Linked DNA regions of Sus scrofa: regions 2, 3 and 4 are each linked to region 1. A link is a contact called in public Hi-C data. All regions are on one chromosome and are shown on one strand. Each heading gives the region's core, a stretch centred on a gene start, on an enhancer-like site or on the middle of the called end of the contact. The rest is flanking DNA. Distances are from core to core; before and after follow the strand shown.

Region 1 (4,006 bases), core at 15-2,514:
TGGAAACAGAGCAGACTACAAACATCTGGAGGCTTGGGCAGCTGATTGGTTATCAAGAGACCAAACAAAATCACACCCTCCCCACCCCACACACCAGCACAGTCAGGGTCTGTTAGATTGCCACATCATTAGCCAGTGTTTCAGTTTTACGCATATGACAAGAATCAGTTTTTCTTCTCTGTTCCTCTCCAGCTCTTAAGTTTGTTTACTCAGTAAAGTATAAGGTATTTTTGTCTAACTGATACAGTTTCAAAAGAATATAGTAACTATATTAGGTGTTTTCCTTTCCACTTCAGGGATCTCTGTATGTCTGTAGTCTTGATTGTATCCTTACAATTGTGTCTGTATCTGTGTGTGTGTGTAGGGGAGGAAGGGAGAAAGAGAGAATGAATGAATAAGAATGAGAACTGAGAGCCAAATTATCAGCTTTATTGATTTCTGGGTAAACACCCAGTAATTCCTAAAATGCAGGGCACTCAGGCAAAAGCCAGATTGGAAGGGCTACCAAGATCCTTTTAAAGTGGAGCCTCCTAATGGTCTGCCCATAATTTATAGCCTGGGCCCCACAGAGCACTTGCGAGCCAGCTCCATGGATCAGGAACGCAGACCCCCCCCTAATCTGTGCGGCACCTGCAGTCCGGAGATACACAGGTCTAGAGAAGGGACCGCTTACCGTAAAGAAATCACACCTACTCTTCAGGTGGCCCAGTGACGGCCGCCTCTGACATCCATGGGGAAATGCAAAAGAGACAGTGAGAGCTGAAGAAAGTTTCTTCTTCTCCCTGGTTAAGGTGAGAAGGTGAGAAGAAGTCCATAGAAAAGACATTCCATACAACAGATCATGGCCCACAGTTTGAAAACCTGAAAGATACAAGTAACAGGACACTTGTGGATTCCTGGCTTCATACGAAGAAGAAGAACATCATGGTCTATATTAGTATTAAAATCTACTGTGCAGTTTCTATCACAGTTACCTAATGTGGTTATTTTGCTTAAATTACTATTTGTTCAGTGCTTTGAAGAGTCACAGTAACGTCTCAGAACATGTGTATATCATATTAACAAACAAACCGTGTCAGTTAAGTGTTTAAAGGCTGTTCTATTCTGCCACTGGTACAGAGGAACTATTCAAGGGTAGACTGTTACCTAAAGCTTGGGTTTCATTGAGGAAGCTCGTGCGGCTGTCTGTTTTATTTACTGCTCTTTCACCCCACCCCCAAAACCACCACCAACAAACAGAACAAACACCATAGGAGAGAAATTGATTGATTAATTGATTTAGGTTGCCCATGACCCTTGGGGCTTGCGTTGTTTCAGAAAGTGCACTTCAGCACCAAAAGAGGATTGCAAAATCATAGGATTTTAGATCTGAGAGTGATTTTAGAAATCACCCCATTTCACAAAAAGCGTTTGATTTTTCTCATGGACTTTGGACTGTGACTTTGAAGAGGGAAGCTCAGTAAATATTATCCTCAGGGTACAGGATCAAGACCACGACACTTACCGAGTTTAGCTGGTGGAAGTAATGAACCATTATGAGGAGGGCTTTTGTGGAGGAGAAGGAAAGGCATACAGAAAAGAATAAAATATAGAGAATTACTTCTTCTGCACCAAACGACTCTACTCTGACATATATCAGCTTTCAGTATCCCCATAGATATTTTGCTGGAATTGCTACCTCTTTAAACATTTATGCTATTAAAAAATCAGACCAATTGTTGACATAAACCTAACATAGCAGCTGCTATATAGATAGAATATGAATTTTTTATGCTATTGAGGAGAAGTTTATGTCATTTATGTTCTGTAGTAAGGGTAGAAGATGGATTTTGAATCCTGAAAAAGCTACTGTTGGTACCATTCAGAATATTAGCTGTGCTTTGAATCAAAATATTAAGATGGCTGTATTGTCTGTGTGTGTGTGTTTGTGCAAAATGGTGTATCTATGTGTGGAATGGGAGAAATTGCTCTACCTAGAGAAAGTAGTGATAGTTTTCTTTTGTTTTCTGTGTGTGTGTGTGTGTGTGTGTAAAAGGAAGAATTGATAACATTTAGTATTTGATTTATCTGCCCTTTCCTTCACCATCAAAGGAATTAACGGTTGCAGTGATAAAACCATACTTCATCTAATTGAAGGTGCCATCAGTGGCAAGATACAACATTATTTTATGTACCGCTAAGAATATATACTGACAATTAAACTGACATGCCATCGATTTGAAGATGGATTTCAGTTTCAGAGATGTTGAAATGTGTAAATAAGGTATCTTAGAGTTGATGAAATGGCATATGCAATTCTCTTGTGATATATTTGTCTGCATAGACAAAGTGTGCTTGCATTTGGTTATATTCTGTAGCATTTTGAATCATTTCTACTTAGTTAGATTTTATTTATCTTTTAAATTTGCAATTAATATTTGTTTGACACAATTATTTTAATATGGCCTGAATTTGGGATCTTTGCTCAAAGAATCATTTGGACAGCTCCTTCCTCAAGATTTCAAAAGAGAAGGAGGAGTTCCTGTCATGACTCAGTAGTAACGAACCTGACTAATAACCATGAGGACATGGGTTCATCCCTGTCCTCATTCAGTGGGTTAAGCATCCAGCGTTGCCGCGAGCTCTGGTGTAGGTCACAGACGCAGCTCAGATCTCACGTTGCTGTGGCTGTGGTGTAGGCTGGCAGCTGTAAATCCAATTTGACCCCCAGCCTGGGAACTTCCTTATGCCGCAGGTGCAGCCCTAAAAGAAAGTAAGAGCATTTATTTTCAGGAAAAAAAGAAAAAACTACAAAATAAAAAACAAAGGGAGAGCTGAGTGATCTTAATTAGGAGCTGGCCGACTGCTGTCTTTAATTCTCTAAGAGCCTCTGCTTGTTTATCAAAATCCATTAGTTTATCTGATTGCATAGTTAAGAGTTCTAGCATGGTGTCTCTCAAAAGTGAATACTCTGAAAACCAGAAGACTAGAGTGGCTAATAATGTATTGTATCTGGAAGTTCACTAAGAAAATAAATTGCAGGTGTGCTCACCACACACAGATACAAACGCATATAATGGTAACTCCGGGAGGAGAGGATTATGTCAACGAGCTTGACTGTAGTGGGAATGATTTCACTATGTATATGTATATTAAAGCATGTGTATACCTGAAATATGTAGTTTTATTAAAAGGTAAAATCAATAAAATATACTCATTATAAGACAAAACCAAAACAACTAACAATGCATATAACAATAATGCATGTTGGAGTTCCCGTCGTGGCTCAGTGGTTTACGAGTCTGACAGAACCATGAGGTTGCAGGTTCAATCCCTGTCCTCACTCAGTGGGTTAAGGATCGGGCATTGCCACGAGCTGTGGTGTAGGTCGCAGACGCCGCAGCTGGGATCCCACATTGCTGTGGCTCTGGCTATAGCTTCGATTGGACCCCTAGCCTGGGAACCTCCATATGCCACAGCAGCGGCTCTAGAAAAGGCAAGACAAAAAAAAAAAAAACAAAAAAACCCGCAAAAACAATAATGCATGTCATCTATTAAGTGCTCAATAAATTATGGACATTTTTCCATGTTAGTACCTTTCTCCATAGTAATTTTTGGATACTGCCTAGGATACCATTGTATGATAAAACGTAATTTTTAATCATTTCCTTCTTTATGAACATTGAGGTTATTTGTAGTTTTTCATTTTAGTAACACGGTTGCCATGAATATCCTTGTACTTTCTGTCACCGTTTATCCTGTAATCATTTTAGGATCAATTCCTAGGCTCTTACTTGCTCGAGCAGAGGCTATGAGTATTTGACTAGCATTATGTATGTTGGGAAGGGACCATTCCCTCATACAGTCGCCAATTCAGGGTATCAGCAGTCCTCCCCTCCCCCATCTCTGCCCACTTGATTGATTGGGGGGGAATCCTTTTTCCTTTTATTAGCATTTAAAAAATTATAGTTAAGGTTGACGACCATGTTTTTCGCCTTTTCCGAGTAGTTCTTGGTAAGGAAAAGCA
Region 2 (3,550 bases), core at 891-3,390, 160 kb after region 1:
TGTGCTGTGACATGGTAATGGGCTGTTGGATGACAGTGAAAGTACACACTGGAAAGGGGGCTTTGGATTCTTCTTTTGTTTAACTGACAAGTGGGAGCTTCGTTCCTCCAGTCCCCGGGGAGTCCTAGCTCCTTGGAAGTCAGGCCCATGGTGTCTCCGGCAGCCAGTGTGTAGCCGGTGCCTGGGCGCCCGGGCAGCGGTAGGGCTTCGGTGATCTGGCGAGCCCGCTGGCCCCCGAGGCCATCCAGGCCACATCCCACGTGGCAGCCCTTATCTCGTTCTGTCGGGCATCCCGAGCACCCAGGGAGGGGCTGGCACTCCTGGCTGCTCCAGGAGATCTTTTACAGATGATGGTCCCTCTCACTGGCCAGGTGGGTGGCCCTTCTCCAAGGGGCTGAGGCTTCCTTGGGGTTTCCCAGCCCAGTAGACATTCTTTCTTGAAAGGCGGTGTGAGTTCAGAAGTGTCACAGTCTCTAGCAGCAGCAGAAGGTGGCAAGGACAAGACGTCCAGTTTTAGGTTCATGTGGGTGTCTTGATCAGCCATCTCAACCTAGACGGTGCTTCGGAAGTCCCCTGGGAGCTCCCAAGTCCCAGACCCTGTCCCAGGCCAGTTGCTGCAGACTCTCCGAGGGTGTCTAGCTCCCTTGTCTAGAGGGCCACCTAACTGGGAACCTCTAGAATTATCAGCACTGCCTGTGTGCGGTCTGAAGGCCAAGGCGTTTCCTCCTGCATCCGTAGAGCACCCCTGCTTGTCGTTTGCGGTGGGCCCTGAATCCCCGAGTCTTTGCCGCTGGGTTTCCATCTCCCAGTGTGGGAAGCAGCCAAGTATTTACCCAGAAGAGTGGGCAGTGAGAACAGAGCCAGCACCCTCTGCTCTGAGTTTGGGGTGATTTCGGGACAAGGAAGGAGAATGAGGCGATGTCTGTAGGCACGTCCACAGGAGGGGCGACAATGGGGCACAGAGGGCCATCGGGGGCGTCCATCCGACAGGCGTGCCCCTCCTGCCTCAGCTGCCCAGTCGCCTTGCCCTTGAGCTGTGGTGGCCCTGTAGGTCTTCTTCACCCGGAGCTGCCCTGCCACCCAGCTTTCCCCCAGAGGGCTCCAGAAGAGTCATAAGGACTCTGTGATTGTCGTGGTGCCTGCCTGGCCCAGTTAGAGTTAAGACAGTCAGGCTTCCCCCTTGGACTGGGAGTGTCTGGTGTTTATCACCGACTTTCACACCATCCTCCCAGACTTTCCGCTCGGTGCCCAAGCCTGGGCCCCTGTCAGCCTCCTCTGTGCCAGGGCCTCTTGCCTGGGCCCCCCTCAGAGCCCCAGAGCCAACTGAGGCTGCTTTCATGTGCTGCTTGGAGGACTCGCATTCAAATCTGAATTGCTAATGGTGGCAAAGATGCCACTCAGTGTCCTGGGATCCCTTCAGCAGCCCCACCAGGGATGCTGTCGGAGGCAAGAGTGAGACTCGTAGGGGACCCACTGGGATTTCTCTCCGGAAGACCTGTCATTCTCTTTCTCCGTAGGGATCTGCAGAGCTGGCGGTCTAAAATTAGGGTACTGTATTTCACACAGCTGACTGAATTAAGATAAACTCTGCTTTCCTCTGATCTGAAGCAGCAATTTATAAAATGATACCCTTACTAATTAATGTGGAAGTGACTGGGAAAGGGGCTAGAAGAGAAGCGCTCTCCATAAATGCAGGATTCCATCTTATACATGGAAAAGGCTTTGATGAGACCCTGAGCACAGCATCTCTTGGCCTCCCCTCCCAGCCACGTGAATATATTTCCCATTCATGTCAGGGACCTGGAGGACTTTTGTGAAGAGCAGAAATTGGGTGGGGGGTTAGAGAAGGCTGGGCACACTGCATCTGAGATTTAGGATCATTCTTCATTGCAGTTGGTGCAAAGAAAAGAGGCAGCACTTAGCACCTTAATCACCCAAAGTAAGCAGCTATTCCGATCCCCCCTCAGAGTGAACCGATAGCATGAGAACAAAGAGGCAGCAGGCGTAGTTCCACATATCTGGCCTGTACTTTCTAGTTTGCTCTCTTTCTCTACCACTGGCAGCCACGCATTGTGCTAAGAGACACCCCCTGTTTGGTTATGAAATCAAGGTTAAAAGTCATTCTTTTTCCATTTACTCACTTCCTGTGTAACTTGTGGACCATGTGATGGAGTTTGTTGGAAGGCGTCGGGCCCACCGGTCAAGCACCTGGGCCTCCGGGCCTCCAGGTCCAGCTCGGGCAATCTTTTACTCCTCTAGAGCCGTGGAGAAGCCTCGTCCTCATATCTGAGAAACGGGGGTAACAACAGCCCCCCCCAACAGTTCTGAAACAATTAAATTGACTCCGTGCCTGGTCTGTAGTCAGTGTTCACTATGTGTTAACTTTCATTCGTTTTCCTTGGAGCCAAGTAAGAGCCTCACTTGGGAGAGGAGGAAGCTATCCTTCTCTTCCGAAAGCTCAGAATCGGCCAGAAAACCTGCCAAAGGATAAGAGGTGTAATTTTTTTTCCCCCACTGGAACCCAAGGCTCAGCTTTCATCCCCTAGGGCGCTTCTTCCTGACACAGGCTGAATGGAAGTGCTGTGAGGTTTGGAAGAGTCCCGGAACCATGATGTTTAAATTCCTTATCCCAAACATCAAGCTTTTCCTTCAGGCACAACCTGGAGCCAAGAGCAAGCCTGCTGTCCTGGAGGGTCAGACGGTGATGGAGTGGATTGCACAGCCCTCATCCCATGTGCCAAATACTGTCGTTCCCAGACACCCATCACAGGAGAGAGGGTCTGATTCAGAACATCTGGGGTAGGGCCGCAGCATCCGTATTGTTTTAGAAACTTCCTAGAAAATTTTCGTACCACTCGTTTTGAGAGCTACTGCCTTATAACAAATGTCAGAGAGAAGCATTTGCCTTCCTCCTGTTTAATGCTTTAAAAATTTTAACAGCTGGGAGTTCCCATCATGGCTCAGCGGAAACAAATCTGACTAGGAACCATGAGGTCACAGGTTCAATCCCTGGCCCTGCTCAGTGGGTTAAGGACCCAGCATTACTGTGAGCTAGGCTTGGATCTGGTGTTGCCGTAGCTGTGGAGTAGGCTGGCAGCTGCATCTCCAGTTTGACCCCTATTGGTTCCCAGGCTAAGGGAACCTCCATATGCTGCAGGCGTGGCCCTAGAAAGACAAAAAAAAAAAAAAAAAAAAAAATTAACAGCTCAAGAAAAAGACTTGAAAGCTATAGAGATGTGTGCGTACGTCCACCCCACATGCTTGTGTTTTTAGGCGCTGGTGTATCCATGCATGCAATACACACATACACAATTGCTTCAGAGGTATGAATGGTTCTCGTCTTCCTCATGAAGCTTCTAATGTGACTCCTGATGGCAGTTTCCTCTCTCTGGGCTCTTAGTGATAGGAGTGACACCTGGAAAAGTCACTTGGTCCCGTGGCCCGTTCACCAGTACCCAGCACAGCCTGCTAGGTCACTGCCAACTGCAAGTACAGAGCCTCAGGTTTTCCATGTCCGCACTCTCTCCCTTAATATGCACACACTTCAGGG
Region 3 (3,894 bases), core at 490-2,989, 220 kb before region 1:
CAATACACATTGGTTTTTTTTTTTTTTTTTTTTAACAAGTTCCAATTTTTTTTTCCTAAGGTGGTTTGATCATTCGACAGTGATATTTATGCCATTTTGACAGGTCTAAATTGGGGCCCATCTCTCATTTTAAACAAGTTCCTAAGCTCTTGGAATCTGTGAAATAGCTGGTCATTGTCATATTTAATACAGTTTGGACTTGCCCGTCAGTGTTATTGTAAGTGATAAGTTGCTCTGCTGTTTTAGGATACGAGGCCAGGTGTTGAAGTCCCCGCAGGTAGAGTTTGAAGAGGAACTGGCTTGTGTACTGGGAGGTGGAAGACTCAGGCCTAAACCCTTCCTGCCAATATTACTTTCCAGGACAACCTTTTCAGTCTTTCTTATTAGGTCATCTGTGGGGATCATATCTTCTTTTTCTGAGGGTAGGAGACTCTTGGTTTCCCTCTGATAAGGAGATCTGTGATTCCTTGCTTCCCATGTGAAGCCAAGAATCCTTTGTATGAGTTGTAAGCTACAAAGTGAGCACTTTGCATCTTGTTTGTGTGTGAGCGTCCGCACAGGTAAAGGCTTCTCCCCCTTCCCCCATCACCCCTGCAGCTTGATGGACACTGGCAGGCACACCACATTTGGCATTTGCAGATCCGCCTCGTTTTCAGCAGATGCCGTCACCCACCATTTGGATTTACAAGGTAAACAAACCAAGGGATGGATGTTTTTCCTGGCTGCAGAGTTTTTTTTTTCTCCCCCCTTCAAAATGGTTCACCCTAGGTGTCTTTAAAATAGCAAGTTATTCTGCTGGATTTAGATGGGATTTTATATATAAAAATTCCATTTACACACTTAACAGGAGGTTGTGTTTGTAGAGCAGAGTGATTAATAGCCAGGTTCTGGAGTCTTAACCCTGAGCCAGGTTAGGATCTCAGCTTTCCTACTTTCTGGCTGTGTGAATCCTGGGCATGTCAGTTAGGGCCTCTTAGCCTCAGTCTCCTCATGGGCAAACCAGGGATCCTCGCATCTCGTGGAGAACACTCTTAGATAACACTCTGTAGAGTATGAGGACAGTACAAACAAAAAGTGCTCTGAGATTAGGAAAGTCTCAGCTATCGAACAGCACCCCTTTGGCAGTGTCCCTTTGAGTTGTTGTGTGCCTGCCCTCCCTTCCCTTCTTTGGATGTGTTTGTAAACTTGAAGAGAACGGTTCAGAAAAGAGCTCACGTTCCTGCTTGGTCGCATTTCTTCTGTTCTGTGGCTTGACATGATGGATGGTCAGGAGGGCCTGCAGAAAATCAAACCATGAATTACCCTGCCTTGGGTAACGACAATGGTTCGGGTGGCAGCCGCCTAATTTTTCTTTGACTTTTCTCTTCTCCAGGCAACAGCAAATAGAGGGGGAGGCAAGAATATGCCTTTTAATTACTGCGTTCTAAATTCTTGGAATGGGCATCGTCTGTTTTCTCAGGATCAGACTAGAAGGCGTCATTTTACTACAGAAGAGCCAAGAGCCAAGACTTGTCCTGAATGGATGTGGCTTCGGCAAAGCATTTTTAGCTTAAGAAATGAAAGCTTTGGATCGTATTCAGCGTCTGTGCTTCACCAGGCCGCTCTTTATCCTTTTAGTGAGTCCCATTTGTCTGTCCTCTGTCAAGGGCTCGTGTACACCATGCTGATTTAGTACTAACTGGGGAGATTAGAAATGCCTTCCCTGGCGCTGTCAGCTAAACCTGAATCAGTGTCTGTGTACTCTGACCCATCCACTCAGAGAGGTTTACCCTTTGCTCTACTGCTCACTCTAATAGGCAGAAAAGCTCAGCTCACCCCAGCTTTTATACAGAGGTCAGCTCCAGAAATAGCTCCTTTAACACAGCAATGGAAGCAACACAAATCCAGCCAGCAGATAGTATACAATGGCTGCTTTTAGGCCTTGGAACAAAAGAAAGTAGTTTATCTTGTCTGCACACCGCTCTACTGATACTATTTTCTCTTTGCTGGAGAGTTTATCATTGCTGGGAGCCAAGGCCTAGATTTCCTTCATTCAAATGCCTTCCAAGGGGGAACTGTTTGGTGCATGGGTCATTGTGTTTACTCAGGATTGTAATTTAGGGGTAATTTGGTCATATAGACCCAAGGGTAAATGTGATATTTGATTGATCCGGATGGAAGTCACACCTCCAAAATGCATGGTGAAACTCTTTCAAGAGTCTTAACCTGGGGGATGTATGTCCCCTCTTGAAATTTTGCCTTAGAGCTAGCAATTCTAACCTTACAGCTCCATATGACTTTCAAAACCATGTGAACTTGAGCTGGTAATATCGTGAGTTGCTTCATCCTCTGTTCCTGTCTCCTCAGGTAGAAAATATTACTTTATCAGTGGGTTACATTTCTTTCTCCTCCAAGATTTAACTTAGGGTCTGTTCTATTCATACTTAAAGCCCAGAGCAATGGTAGGTACTTACTAATTATTGAATAAGTGAGTGAATGAATGAATAGACAAATGATTGAAAATGAATGAATGGCAAAGTGAACAAAGATTTGAAGTATATGCCTGGGCATCTCTTTATGTTTGTGTGTGAACAGCGCCCTAATATAGCACCTGAGCAAATAACTTTGAGGAACTTATACTGTCTCATCACCTTCATCCGACTTTCCTATCAACACCAACCAGACACATTTTGGTGATGTATTATTGCATTTCACTTTTTATTTCTTTGCCTCCCCCATGATAAAAAGAAAATTAAACAGCCAAACCAGTACATTAAATGAACTGAAAGCAAGGTCTCATCTATCTTTTGTCTAGCAAAACTCAAGGCAAAAAATGTTGTCTTGGCTAAAAACTTTGTTGGCCAGATCCTTTTCTGAATTATATTTTGACTAAAAAAGAATTAAGTCTTATAAGCTCAGTTGATTGCTTCAGTGATGTTGCTGACAGATCTTTGCATTCTGCAGGAATAGTTGGTGCCATAATAATAAAAAATAAATGTAGATAATTTTGCCGTAATTTCAAAGTGATTTTGTAAAATCATGGTTCAGAATCACTTGTAGGATGTGTTGCAATTTTTACTTCAGAAGCACATACTTATAAGGCAATTGAAGTTACTTTTGACTAGTTTCTCAAGTGATTGATCATAAATTATGAAATTTTAACTTATTAAGTTATTTTAAAAAGAGATAATTTTAAAGCATATGCTGTTTTATTTTGGAGATAAATAGTCCTTTCTCTCTACCCAGTAAAAAGAGTTTTGATTTTCATTTCTCTCAAGGGAAGACAAATATTTGAGGTTATCTTTGATGGAGGAAATAAAAACTGGATGTCTTTTGTCTGTGTATAATAATCACCCTTACCAACTATTTCTCAAGTTTCATTTAAAAACCTTACTTTCCAGATCTTAACCCAGGGGATAATTTTAAGAATCTCAAAGTCTCTTTTATTTTTTCTTAAACTTTTTGAAACTCACTTTCTTATTTCCCTGAGAGTCTTCTTTGGAATGAGGATAATAATGATAATAATATATTTATAATAATATATAATAATAATTATTATTATTATTAATTGTTTTTTAGGGCCACACTCGCAGCATATGGAAATTCACAGGCTAGGGGTCAAATCAGAGGTGCCGCCTACACCACAACCACAGGAATGCAGGAGTTGAGCCACACCTGCAACCTATACCACAGCTCATGGCAATGCAGGATCCCCAACACACTGAGCAAGACCGGGGATCAAACCCGCATTTTCACGGATACTAGTTGGATTCGTTTCCGCTGCACCACAACAGGAACTCCAAAGATGGGAATTAAGTATCTAAGAGTGTAGTACATGTAATATGTAAAGAAATGCAATTAAAAGTAACAAAGAGATGCCATTTTTAAACTTATTAAATTGACAATATTTGTAGA
Region 4 (4,002 bases), core at 1,054-3,553, 180 kb after region 1:
CCTTCAAAGCTTGAAACCACCTCCTTGAGAGGGGCAAGACACAGGGATTCTTCTCAGGTACGTACCACTGTGAGCCTGCCTGAGTGATTCCAGGCCGACTGTGGGCCCAGCGGTGGGATCTGAGTGTCCACCCCGCCCCCAACAGGCTTCCCACCGTTTCCTCTCACCTGCACATCCTCTCCCAGCCTGCACTTCATCCTCTCCCAGGCACTGTCGGTAATGATAACGCGGATGATGCTAATAATGAGCAAAGGAACAGCTGTCGTTTATAGAGCATTACTTACCACGCGCCAGGAACTTGCTGCTGGTTTTACTTCGTTTTGTGTAATCTCTTTACAACCAAAAAAAATGCAAGGTAATACGATCACTTACCCAAGAACACATGATGAGGATGTGGGCCTTGGGGTGGCACCCTTCCTGGGTCCCAGTGGCTCATTTGCCAGGTGAGGCGTTGTCTGTAATGTCACACAGTCCTCCCTGGCGTCCGGGGGCGGGTGGAGGTGAGCGTGGGTTGTTAGGACATCAGGGGCCTGACCTGCTTCAACTGGAGTAGCTTGACTTCTGTCCGTTTCATAGATTTGCCTTTCTCCAAAGACTTGACTTAGAAAAAAGTGTTCTTCAGGTAGCTTTTTAAAAATTGGGTTTTTTTTTTTAGGAGTTTGTGTTGTGGCTCAGCTGGTTAAGGACCCGACATTGTCTCTGTAAGGATGTGGGTTCGATCCCTGACCTCGCTCAGAGTATTAAGCATCCAGTATTGCTGCGCTGTAGGTCAAAGATGCCATTTGAATCCGGTATTGCTGTGGTAGGCCTCGGCTGCAGTCCCGATTTCTATGGAAGTCCCAGGAACTTCCATGTGCCACAGGTGTGGCTATAAAAATAATAATAATAAAATAAAAATACATTTTTTATGTACCACATCTTCTTAATCCATTTATTTGTCAATAGACATTTAGGCTGTTTCCATGTCTTGACTATAGTGCTGCTGTGAAAATACAGGTGCATGGAGTTCCCGTCGTGGCACAGTGGAAACAAATCCAACTAGGAACCGTGAGGTTGTGGGTTCGATCCCTGACCTCGATCAGTGGGTTAAGGATCTGGCATTGCCGTGAGCTGTGGTGTAGGTCATAGACGCAGTTTGGATCTGGCGTTGCTGTGGCTGTGGTGTAGGCCGGCAGCAACAGCTCCGATTAGACGCCTAGCCTGGGAACCTCCATATGCCTCGGGTGCGGCCCTGAAAAGACAAAAGACAAAAAAGTGAATAAATAAATACAGGTGCATGTATCTTTTTGAATTGTAGTTTTGTTGGGATATATGCCCGGGAGTGGAATTGCTGGATCATGTGATAGCCAAGGGGGAGAGGGGAGCGGGTAGGATGGACCGGGAGTTTGGGGTTAGTAGATGCAAACTATTCCATTTAGAACAGATAAGCAATGAGAAGATCCTGCTGTAGAGCACAGGGAACTGTATTCAGTCTCTTGGGATAGACCATGGTGGAAGATAATACAGCAAAAGGAATGTATATATATGTATGACTGGGTCACTTTGCTATACAGTAGAAATTGGCACAACACTGTAAATATTTTCATGAAAAAAGGAAAAAAAAACATTTTTTAAAGCAATTAAAGGAAGTTGGAATGATAGGTAACTATTAGGCTGGCCAGGTGGGATAGGTACATGATAAAGCAAATTTAATCAAATGTTAAGTAGAAGGACACCGGTGTCGGGTATGTGGGGGGTGTTCGCTGTAAAGTTCTTTCCGCTTTTCTGTGTTTGAAATTTTTCTGATACATATTACTGAGTAGGTGATTTCCGAAGACCCTTCCAGATTTTTTTAAAATGCAGCTCCCTGTGTCCCATTGCTGTCTCAGTGTACAACTACGAGAAGGCACAGACCTGGATCCCGTGTTGGGCTGTGCCATTGTAAAAAACTGAAGAAAACAGAGCTGAGGAAAACAGAATCTGTCCTCAGTCACTTTGGTCCCTAGCTGCCTACTCGCGACGTTGGAAGTGACCAGTTTGGTTCCTTTCAGACACTCCCCTGGAAAGCTGTTTGTCTGTAGTTCTCCGGATGAAAGAAGGGTTTAGGCATAAAAGCATCTCCTGTTTCAGGGCAGTGAGTCCTTTGGATCCATCCCCAGTGGAGGTTTCTTAAAGCTCTCCAGCCCCAATAAAGACACAGTGTTCCCATTCACCCACCTTGGCAGAGGCTTAGGAAGAAAGAGGCGAGAAACACTCACTCAGTAAGACCTAGAAGCTTTCGCAAACCCCAGCAGAGGGCACAGTCTTTACCCCTGGGGCCTGGTCCTAGCACTTTGTTACCCTTCTTCCTCCCGCTGACCTCTTCCTGCAGCCTGACAGGGCGATTCGTGCCCCTTTGCCAGGGCCGCAGAGCACGTGTTGCAATGCACAGTGGGTGGACTTTGTCCAGCCAGTTATTAGAGTAACCTTGTCAGCACTTTCCGGGGAGTTTAGCAGGGAGTTGTGCCAAACTAAGACAAAGCTGCGCATTGAGCAGCCTCGGATGGCTGATGAGCTTGGGAGTGCCGGTTAATTGACAGGAGCTGCACTTGTCAGTCTCTTCAGGCCATGGAAGTGGATCGCTTGTCTTTTCCTCCCTTCCGCAGGCCTTCCTCCTCCGCTTGTTGGTGGGTTCAGCATGGCCTCGCCTCTGCACCCAGCACACCTCCCACCTTTGTTCTTGTGTGTTTACTGAGGAATTCGTCTCACTGTGCTGGGATGGAAATGGTCTATTAAAACACTCAGGCAGGACAACACGGAGAGGGAGGAAGGAGGATGAAGGCTGGCAGAAGGAGGGAGGGAGTCATGTGCTGGTTTAATTGGTTCTTTCACCTAATGGTATTTTGTCAATTAAGGAGATACTTAGAGAGAGTGGAATTAATCCATATGGGTCAAAAGCAGCTATTAATTTTTAATCAAAGCAAAATGTTCAACAAATTGTGGCTCTGCTCATACCAATGCAAGCTTGCCACCAGCCTCTTCCCGAAGGATTTAGAGGCAGTCCCAAGAAAAAAATGGGGTGGGGGATGCTCTTAGTTTAGAAAAGATGTGCCTCCTCGCATAGCCCCCTCCCCAAGGTGAGCTCCTCAAAGCTCCTCCATCCTGGTTCTTCAGCATCTATTGCAAATCTTGAGACACAGTAGATACCCACGGATGTTGCTCTTCTGGGGCTCTTTGAATCCCCATCATGTATATCGCTCTGAGGCATTTCCAGCAGGTTTTAGGCATAGCATCTATCCTCTAGGAACTTCTGGTCTGGTCGAAGAGGTATTGGTGAGGCCACTACAGAGTCGTTCGGAACAACATCTGAGCAGGTGCCACCCTGTGTGACAAACCGTATGAAGGCTGGCATTTGTTGGGCCGCCACTGTATGCACTCTGCATAGACCAACTCCATTCATCTCTACCATGACGCAGTGCAGGAGGCATCATTTTTTCCATCCCCATCTGAAAGGCCACTGGGCGCAGAAAGTTTAGGTAACTTGCCCAGTGTCTCACAATTACCGGTTAGCCTGCTAGAGGCTTGCATTACCCAGTATTGTCATTGCCAGCGTGATCCCAAGAAAGCGGGTGAGAGGCAGTGCTGACGGCTCCTGGAGGGCGGTTAAAGGATGAGCTGATGTTTTTGGAGTTCCCATCAAGACGCAGCAGAAATATGACTGGTATCTATGCGGATGTGTGTTCGATCCCTGGCCTCACTCCGTGGGTTAAGGATCAGGCGTTGCCATGAGCTGTGGTATAGGTCACAGACGTGGCTCAGATCGTAGGTTGCTATGGCTGTGGTGTAGGCCAGCAGCTACAGTTCCGATTCAACCCCTAGCCTGGGAAGTTCCATATGCCTTGGGTGGAGCCCTAATAAAAGCAAAAAAAAAAAAAAAAAAAAAAAAAGAAAGAAAGAAAAAAGGATGAGCTGATTTTGGAAGGCACCGGGGAGACATACTCGATGTAGGAGGAATGGTCGCCAGCCCAGTTTGGGGGGACAGGA

Evidence for each region. Hi-C and Micro-C count contacts between places; a contact is called where the count stands out from the background.
Region 2: a Hi-C map of liver shows a contact between it and region 1, with 2.2 times the contacts expected there. The contact joins two enhancer-like sites. A contact is called at or near these places in 4 of 47 Hi-C or Micro-C datasets (liver and skeletal muscle).
Region 3: a Hi-C map of liver shows a contact between it and region 1, with 4 times the contacts expected there. The contact joins two enhancer-like sites. A contact is called at or near these places in 3 of 47 Hi-C or Micro-C datasets (liver and skeletal muscle).
Region 4: a contact with region 1 is called in a Hi-C map of liver, with 4 times the contacts expected there. The contact joins two enhancer-like sites. A contact is called at or near these places in 1 of 5 promoter capture datasets (liver) and 3 of 47 Hi-C or Micro-C datasets (all in liver).

What each region holds. Positions count from the first base shown.
Region 1 is chr3:14,304,262-14,308,267 of Sscrofa11.1, forward strand. All of the region lies in intron 4 of AUTS2 (AUTS2, activator of transcription and developmental regulator), which reads left to right. Among named protein-coding and RNA genes, the nearest start is that of GALNT17, 720 kb to the right of the region's middle. Within about 2 kb of position 1,265, at least 2 of the 83 cell types and tissues checked have an H3K27ac peak or open chromatin away from gene starts, as enhancers often do. A contact at or near this core is called in liver, where this site is marked.
Region 2 is chr3:14,463,006-14,466,555 of Sscrofa11.1, forward strand. The region is part of intron 5 of AUTS2 (AUTS2, activator of transcription and developmental regulator); the gene reads left to right. Among named protein-coding and RNA genes, the nearest start is that of GALNT17, 560 kb to the right of the region's middle. Within about 2 kb of position 2,141, at least 3 of the 83 cell types and tissues checked have an H3K27ac peak or open chromatin away from gene starts, as enhancers often do. A contact at or near this core is called in liver, where this site is marked.
Region 3 is chr3:14,081,457-14,085,350 of Sscrofa11.1, forward strand. All of the region lies in intron 2 of AUTS2 (AUTS2, activator of transcription and developmental regulator), which reads left to right. Among named protein-coding and RNA genes, the nearest start is that of AUTS2, 520 kb to the left of the region's middle. Within about 2 kb of position 1,740, at least 15 of the 83 cell types and tissues checked have an H3K27ac peak or open chromatin away from gene starts, as enhancers often do. A contact at or near this core is called in liver, where this site is marked.
Region 4 is chr3:14,484,903-14,488,904 of Sscrofa11.1, forward strand. All of the region lies in intron 5 of AUTS2 (AUTS2, activator of transcription and developmental regulator), which reads left to right. Among named protein-coding and RNA genes, the nearest start is that of GALNT17, 540 kb to the right of the region's middle. Within about 2 kb of position 2,304, at least 8 of the 83 cell types and tissues checked have an H3K27ac peak or open chromatin away from gene starts, as enhancers often do. A contact at or near this core is called in liver, where this site is marked.